2 separate regions of the Xenopus laevis genome follow, and region 2 is linked to region 1. A link is a contact called in public Hi-C data. All regions are on one chromosome and are shown on one strand. The core of a region is the stretch at or near the end of the contact, and the rest is flanking DNA. Distances in the headings are between cores, read along the strand shown.

Region 1 (3,642 bases), core at 548-3,047:
GCACCGAACATTATCTACCTTACAATTCCAAGTATTGCTTCTTTTATACTGCCATAAATACCTGATGTGATGGGTTATGATTACTTTTCACACCGTTACAGTGAAAAAAAAGTAGAGGGCTATGCACAAGAAACGATTATATTCTCTAGGCTAGAGTGGTGTAAATCAAAGCAAAGGTGGGGGATACAGTATGTTAATGAGATTTAGCAGTGTTTTAAACAGATTATGCACCATTATGATCATTTGAACTTCCTATAATAAAAGCTATTTATTAGTTTGGGGAAGCATTTTTAAAAGAAAATCCATGTAATCAATACCTGGAAGTAATTGTGATGTACAGATATGGGATCTATTATCCGGAAACTGGTTATCCAAAAAGATATTAATTACGGGACGGCCATCTCCCATCGACTCCATTTTATCTGTCACCCAAATTTTTTATTATATCCTTTTTCTCTATAATAATACAACAGTACATTGTACTTGATTCAAGCGCATGTATTATTAATCGTTATTGGAAGCAAAGCAAGCAGATTGGAAACGCTTTTCTAGTAGACTAAAGGTATGAAGATCTAAATTACGGAAACAACCATTATCTGGAATACCCCAGGTCCCGAGCATTCTTGATAGTACTAAATCTGCCAGTATTATAATACAGATGATCTGTCAGTTCTGTTTAGCCATTACCAGATAATGTGAAATATGGTGGAATAAAATTCTTTAAAGGGGAATGCACTGGAACAACCAGACAGGAATGTGTGTCCAGTAGCTGATTGTTTCCCCATAGGTGACAAAGTCCTGCACCCCCTCCCCCATAAAGCTATACTACTGTATGTTAAAAATGACACTGAATAGATATCAAGGTGCCAATTTATTCACAGTATTCTTGATCTTTACAGGGGAAGGAAAATGTAGTTATATATAGAATAAAATAGCATGTTGCCCTCCATTCGGAGAACACCTTCCCCCTTAATTCTGATCCACACAGAATACAGTTTATAACCAACCTTATTTGGCTGGATGATAGATAGGCTGAAGTACTGGAATTTATTTCTATACTTTTTAAAGGGAGGACATGAGGGGGTGTAGATTGGGAGGGGACTGAGTAAGGTGTTGGAAGGAAATCGAATTTACAGGCATGATTGTTGCACATTGGCAGTAGTTGAAGAAGTGAATGGGGCTGATATACCTGGGCAAGGGTGATTGTATATGTTTGTGCTGGGGCTCCTGGTTATTAGGGCGAGATACTTCTGTGAGAATTAGCAGACGTGTTAAGGAGTCGGGTTAGCCCCGTTGTCATAGAAACTTCGAAGGCTGAGGTGAGCAAGGGGCGCCCTTGCATTACACCTTCATTTATTGAGCGCCCCAATGGCCCTTTAACTCTTTCTTGGTAGAATAGGATTGGCACGACCATTACAACGACAGCCTTAATTAGTCATACAGAAACATGCCAGGTGTTTCACGTGAGCGCTTTCACTCGCCCCGTGACACAGGCAAGCAATTGGTTGTCGCTGAGGGAAAGTGTAGGACAGTCAGGCTTTTATTACAAGCAAAGTACGCGCGATGGCAATTTCATTAACACGAGATTAAAGTAGAAGGAGCGCCGATAAAAGCGGAAAGTCGGCCCGTTCCTGGAATCACCACACGCACACTCGGACACAGCCCTCCCCTAATATAGGCCGCAAGGTGGGCCGGCCGCCGACTTGATTGACGGGTTCCCGGAGCGATTTGCCCCCCACGTGATCCGCAAAAGGGGCTGGGAGTTAAAGTAGAGTGTTGCTGGCTGCGCTCTCATTATATTCCAATATTCATTTTAGGAGCCAGTTCCTTAGTATCATCTGCAAACTGCGTCCCGAGCCCGTGCACTGAGCTTTTCCACCCATTTCTGTCCAAGATTGGCTGTCAAGAATCATGGACTGTTTTTCTATGCCTTGTTTTGTGTCAGTGAGTAGACTTTCTGTTCCTCTTGTATTTCTCATCTTCTCTGTTCTTTGCCTGTAGCTGTCCCCCTGCATAGGAACCCCCCACACACGGCTCTGGCTACTTCCTGCTGCCGACCCGACAATCAGTTGAGTCGCCCCGACGCGCTCTAGGACACAAGTGTGCTGCCCATGTACAACTGCAGGTGTTGGAGAACTACAAGTACCAGCATTCATTGGCCAGGCTCGCGGAATTAGGGGGTGTAGCGTGTTGTAGTTCTTTAGCAACTGGATTGCCGAGCGCTTGGGCTGCAGTGGGACTGATAACATGTATCACAGCTGGAGCGCGGACATATCGCAGGCTATCGGGTTGCAGCACATGATCCAGCTGCTCGGAGCGCCGGCACTTGTTGCACAGGGGCAAATGGCAGAGGCATTTCTATAGCGACTGCTGCCAATTGCGGGAGACGCTCTCAGTCAGATTAGCAACAGGATGGCGGTGACTATCTGATAATGAGGGATGTGACTGGACACAAGTTATAACTCAAGACCCCCCCCGCCCCGGGTGCCTCTGTGGAACTGTCCTTGTCCTATTATTTGCTTTCATCCCGCTCTATCACTTGATTTTTTTGTCAGTCTAATCCCCCGCAGATCCTCCCTATTTATTTGCATGTATTTTGTTTGTTGTGCACCCTCCAGAGACATCATGATTCCTGGTAACCGAATGCTGATGGTCATTTTATTATGCCAAGTCCTGCTCGGAGGCACTAACCATGCCAGCCTCATACCTGACACGGGCAAGAAGAAAGTAGCGGCCGACATTCAGGGGGGTCGGAGGTCCGCTCAGGGCCATGAGCTCTTGCGGGATTTCGAGGTGACGCTGCTGCAGATGTTCGGCCTCGGCAAGCGGCCGCAGCCCAGTAAGGATGTGGTGGTGCCCGCGTATATGCGCGACCTGTACAGGCTTCAGTCGGCGGAGGAAGAGGATGAGCTGCACGATATCAGCATGGAGTATCCTGAGAGACCGACCAGCCGCGCCAACACTGTGAGGAGCTTCCATCACGAGGGTGAGTAGCCGCACTCCATTCTCGCCCCACATAGGCAACTTGTTAAATAGGACGGACTGTACCACCCGCACTTACCTCTGACTCCCTGAGCTTCCTAACGCTTGGGTACCGCAAACCTCTCTCACTCCCCTCAAACTATTTCTCTCCCTGCCCTGAGCGCTCCTCGTTCATCTGTGGGGACCCCATTGCTTTACTACTATCCCTGTGGAGAACTCAAAGTCTAACATCATGTTTATTCAGGGCTAAACTTCCCAAACTCACCCTCTGTATTTTCATTCAGATTAACATGGTTCTTAGTCCAATATATTCCTTTTATACGTCTGAGGGTTTCTATTATATTTCTATATTATTTTCTGAACATATTTTATGTTATTGATAGAAAAGTTACCTCAACCGACACCAAATTATTTGCATTATCCATATATTCTGAATTCTAGTATAATGTGGGCTAATCCATTATCCATATCCCCTCTACATTAATACATTACCCCCATATGACAGTCACAGACCTGCAATTCCTTCTCTCTCCTTTTGCTTCTTACTTCACTCGCCTACATGGGATATTTCAGTTATTTCTAAAACTCGATTAACATTTTATCAGACAAATCTTTGATCACATAAATGCCATGAATGTGCTCCACATACGCATATCTAAT
Region 2 (4,148 bases), core at 690-3,189, 200 kb before region 1:
GAGAATGTTTAGCATTGCACTTTTCAAGCTGTATTGCATAGTCAGCAAATGATCTAAAGTGTTTGAGTGCAGGCCCACCTGGGGTAACAGGTAATAACTTTAGAGGAGGAAATGCTTTATTGGTTGCTTGAAAATTTTACATATATGATGCTAGAGTTAGTGTACAAAGCATCTCAATGTCATCACCAGGCAAGCAGATCTGTTGGTCCATGACAGTTGAAGTACATCTGACACATAAGAATAAAGCCTCAGGGTTTAACATAAGAAAATTAATTCTCTATAAATAAATCTTTTTCGTTTGTATTACACATACTCAGGGATATGTAACTGCTGTACTTTTCATTATTTATTACAATAGAGAAAATTATTAGGTAGAATCTCCACTTTAGATCTGTAATTCCATATTTAATTAAGTAAGTATCATGTCATATAACTGAAACCTTCAAACATAGCTACATGTCAAAAATTAATTAAGCTGTAAATGATGTACCTCATGCATAGGGTAGAGACCTGCATCAACAGATTGGTCGGGTTTCAGGCAGAAAGTTCCCAATTCCCTGGTCATGCATTTGTTCAGTGGGTACCCTGCCTGGCTAAATAGAAGAGGGGGATGGTGGTTAGCACAGCTTTTCCAAATGGTATGTGTCCAATTCTTTAATAGTTGCTCTGTGCTGCAACTGCTGCAAATGATCCAAGTATAGGAGAAGGAAGAGGAACTCCAGTAGTATTACTGCAAACAACTTTTCATTCCAGGCAGTGGTAAATACAACATGTTTCGGGTTCAATACTCTTTATCAAGATTCACTTGATAAAGGGTATTGAACCCGAAACATGTTGTGTTTACCACTGCCTGGAATAAAAAGTTGTTTGCAGTAATACTGCTGGAGTTCCTCTTCCTTCTCCTATACTTGTCTGGCTAAAGTGTGGCTGTGATCTCTCCCTCCCAACCCTGACAATAAAGCTTCTTTTTCCTCTAACCAGGTTGATCTGCCTCTGGAGCAATGTCACTTCTGGTCCACGATGATTCACTTCTACTTTCGAGGGTCCTTGGGTCGAAGGTAAGTTGTGGGCCAGGTAGCAGGGTGCATACAGGGTAGTGGGTGTGGGTTGGGTTGCAGGTCAACCAGTCCAGGTCAGGCACAGGTTTGCCCTACCAAACCATACAGAACTCTAGCATGGGGCTTATTATACCAGTCTAGAAGTACAACAGCCCCATAACACTTAAGATTCATGGCTCTGAAGTTGTCACTGGCTCCCCATCTTTATTATTTTGTTTGGCTTTCATTCCTGGTGACGGAGGCACTGTACATGTCCAGTGTCCTGCAATGGTGCCTGTTGAAGAGCACTATTTCCTGGTACTTCTGTGACTACTGTATATTTATTTCCTTTTTTTTCAGAACAATAGAAGCCCCATCTTGCTTTATGGTAAAGTTTCTAGAGATATACAGTATATATACAACTAGGATCAGACCCTGTGCCTCTGACTGGACAAAACAAAATGTGTTACCCTTCTTTCTGAATGTCCACTGTGCAATTATAATGCCATTGTCTGTGACTGATTTGAAATTGAGAGTGAGAGACAAAAAGAAAAACAAATGGATGCATTGCACATAAGAGCAGTAGAAACATATGAAACATGAAATCCAAACTGTCATCAATTTCAGTCACTAATTGAACACTATTGAATCTTATGTAAAAGAAAATTAAATGGTATTGTAATTAAATGGGCAGTCATATGGTAATGGTAAACCATGATATTTAGTTTACCTGTATGTGAAAATGGCCTGGCCCGCTGGCTGTATATTTCGCGATGCACGCATGCGCAAACGCACTGCACATATGCTGGAACACGTCTCGCTGTGCGTGCGCCTATTTGAGCACGCCAGCCAGTTCATTCCGGGCAGCAGGAGGTGCAGGTCTGGGCTTGTGGGGGCCCACCAAGTTTTTTCACGGTGTCCCGCTGGCCTAGTCCGACACTGAATGGTCCTGATAGGTTTCCCTGGTCCCTGCTGTATTCTGCCTGCCCTATGCTACCTGTGTGTGCCATACTCTCCCTGTCCTTTGCTCCCTGTGTGTGCCGTATGCTACCTGTCCTATGCTCCCTGTGTGTGCCATATTGCGCCTGCCCTATGCTCCCAGTGTGTTCCATACTTTGTCTGACATATGCTTCATGTGTGTGCCATACTCTGCCTCCTCTATGCTCCCTGTGTGTTCCATACTCTGCCTGCCCTACGCTACCTGTGGGGCGTGAGCCTGGTAGGGTTTGTTCTAGGGGTTTGTTAGTATCGGGAAATTGGGGAAATTGTTGTTAGGGGGTCCCCAAGGTGTGTAATCATGTGCTGGGGTGGGGGTGATGTGTTATCCACAGGGGAGGAGGAGACATTTGTCATGTTTTATATGACTTAAATTTTTCATATATGACTGATGAGTGATATCTCTGCAGTAAGCACCAACTATTGGGTTTTTTGGTATGCTCCCACCATTAATGTGGACATGGTCTTAAAAGTTCTTGTGGTAACATGAGTGTAGTTTAAAGTGGGTGTGGTTTAAAAAGGATAGTGGTCAACACTGGCTTCCATTATCTGCCCTCCACCACGGAGACCAGAAAAGGTCTGGCCCTCTGTACCACAGAAGTTGGACAGCACTGATCTAAAGTAATATTTTAGAATTCTGCAAACATGTTACAATTTGTGAAGCATTTATGCATCTGTTTGCTGAATGGAAGGTAGATTAAGTGACAGAAATGTTCACATTTCTCAGAAGCTAACATGGGTTGATGAGAGGTCGACACAAGGATGACACACATCAGCAGACAGTCACATTTTCCACACTGGCACATGATGAGAGCCAATAGCAACATGCATGCTGTCAGCACCCAATGCCTGAAATATAGGGCAAGGGATCATATGCCATAATTAAGTGCCCACAGGAAACTAAATGCATAGGTAAAATGGAGATGTTAATCTTTTAATGTAGCTTTAAATAAAGACTTTCCTATTTAAATTTGTACGGCTCTTGTGGATCCTCTGAATGCCTAAAAGCCCATGTTATTGCTGTTTTCAGTTAACCATTCCTAATTCTGTGAGTCTGGGGCTGGATCACAGAGACCTCCTCTTCTACCTGGTGAGTGCTTCTACATTTTGGTTCTTTATGTGCCTATTCTTTCTTTGATTGATATTCAAGGGATCAGATACCACGGCATTGATGTCAAAACCCCAAAATGTAATGGTTTGACCATGGTTATGTGTGACATTGAAGGAAGCACTTTTTATGAACCTTCTTTTAATCAGGACCACATTCTTTGAACATATGATAAAGTTAAACCAGAAGTGGCTCATTATGTGCTTTGTATCATGTATCCCTTTATTTTGCCTTTTATGGATAAGGACAACCCAGGCATAAAGGGTCTTCAATCACTGCTGCCAGAACCTAGTACCCCTCCCTGAGAAGGATTGTACCTGAGGTCCCTGTTTAATCAGGTAAAACGAATTCATTTGTCACATATTTTACTTTTTATATACACAGACATCATGGTCATGCACTTTGTCTAGCACAGTCAGCTGTAGCTTATGATGTTTTTCACTCAGGCTCTCTTGAAAAATTCCCCTTGGACAAGTGTTGCGGAACAAAAACTCCTAGCATCTTGAGATGCTGTAATCATCAAACAAGGGGCCAAGGAAACAGGAGGAAACACAGGATCTAGATTTAAATGGCTTCCTTGTGCCAGATCAGAGGGCAGAGAGGGGATGTACTGCTGCTGGAAGTTCCAGGTGCAAGTGCATTGTACACATGGCTCTAAGGTTCATGATTTTGTGGCCCTTAATGCTCCTGCCTTTACAACTACCCCTTGATAAATGGATCCGGCAATGTATAATAGGGCTGTATGCCACTTCAGATATGCCACTAGATGGTGTAATGATTATGTCCCATTTTGAAAAATATATTTAAGAAAGAAAAGAATCAACCTTTCTTGGGGCCTCGTAGATGTCTTTCTTCAATTATTTAGATTATTCCTCAGCTTTAGAGAATGCAAGTGTCTGTAGCATGCATGTGCTTTGAATAAATATAAGATGTATACACAGATGAAGTAAATAAAGACAAGCATGCATTCTAGGAAGGTTCCAATGTCTGCTGTAAAATGTGAACAG

Evidence for each region. A called contact is a pair of places that touch in the nucleus more often than the background predicts.
Region 2: a contact with region 1 is called in a Hi-C map of the XTC cell line, with 3 times the contacts expected there. The contact joins the enhancer-like site here to the promoter of bmp4.L in region 1. A contact is called at or near these places in 2 of 4 Hi-C or Micro-C datasets (the XL177 cell line and the XTC cell line).

The regions. Positions count from the first base shown.
Region 1 is chr8L:85,909,714-85,913,355 of Xenopus_laevis_v10.1, reverse strand. It overlaps bmp4.L (bone morphogenetic protein 4 L homeolog), which reads left to right and starts at 1,797. Exons shown (of 3, transcript NM_001088032.1): 1 at 1,797-1,944; 2 at 2,619-2,986. The coding sequence starts at 2,626.
Region 2 is chr8L:86,105,337-86,109,484 of Xenopus_laevis_v10.1, reverse strand. No RefSeq gene overlaps it. Among protein-coding and RNA genes, the nearest start is that of cnih1.L, 53 kb to the left of the region's middle. Within about 2 kb of position 1,939, at least 1 of the 7 cell types and tissues checked has an H3K27ac peak or open chromatin away from gene starts, as enhancers often do.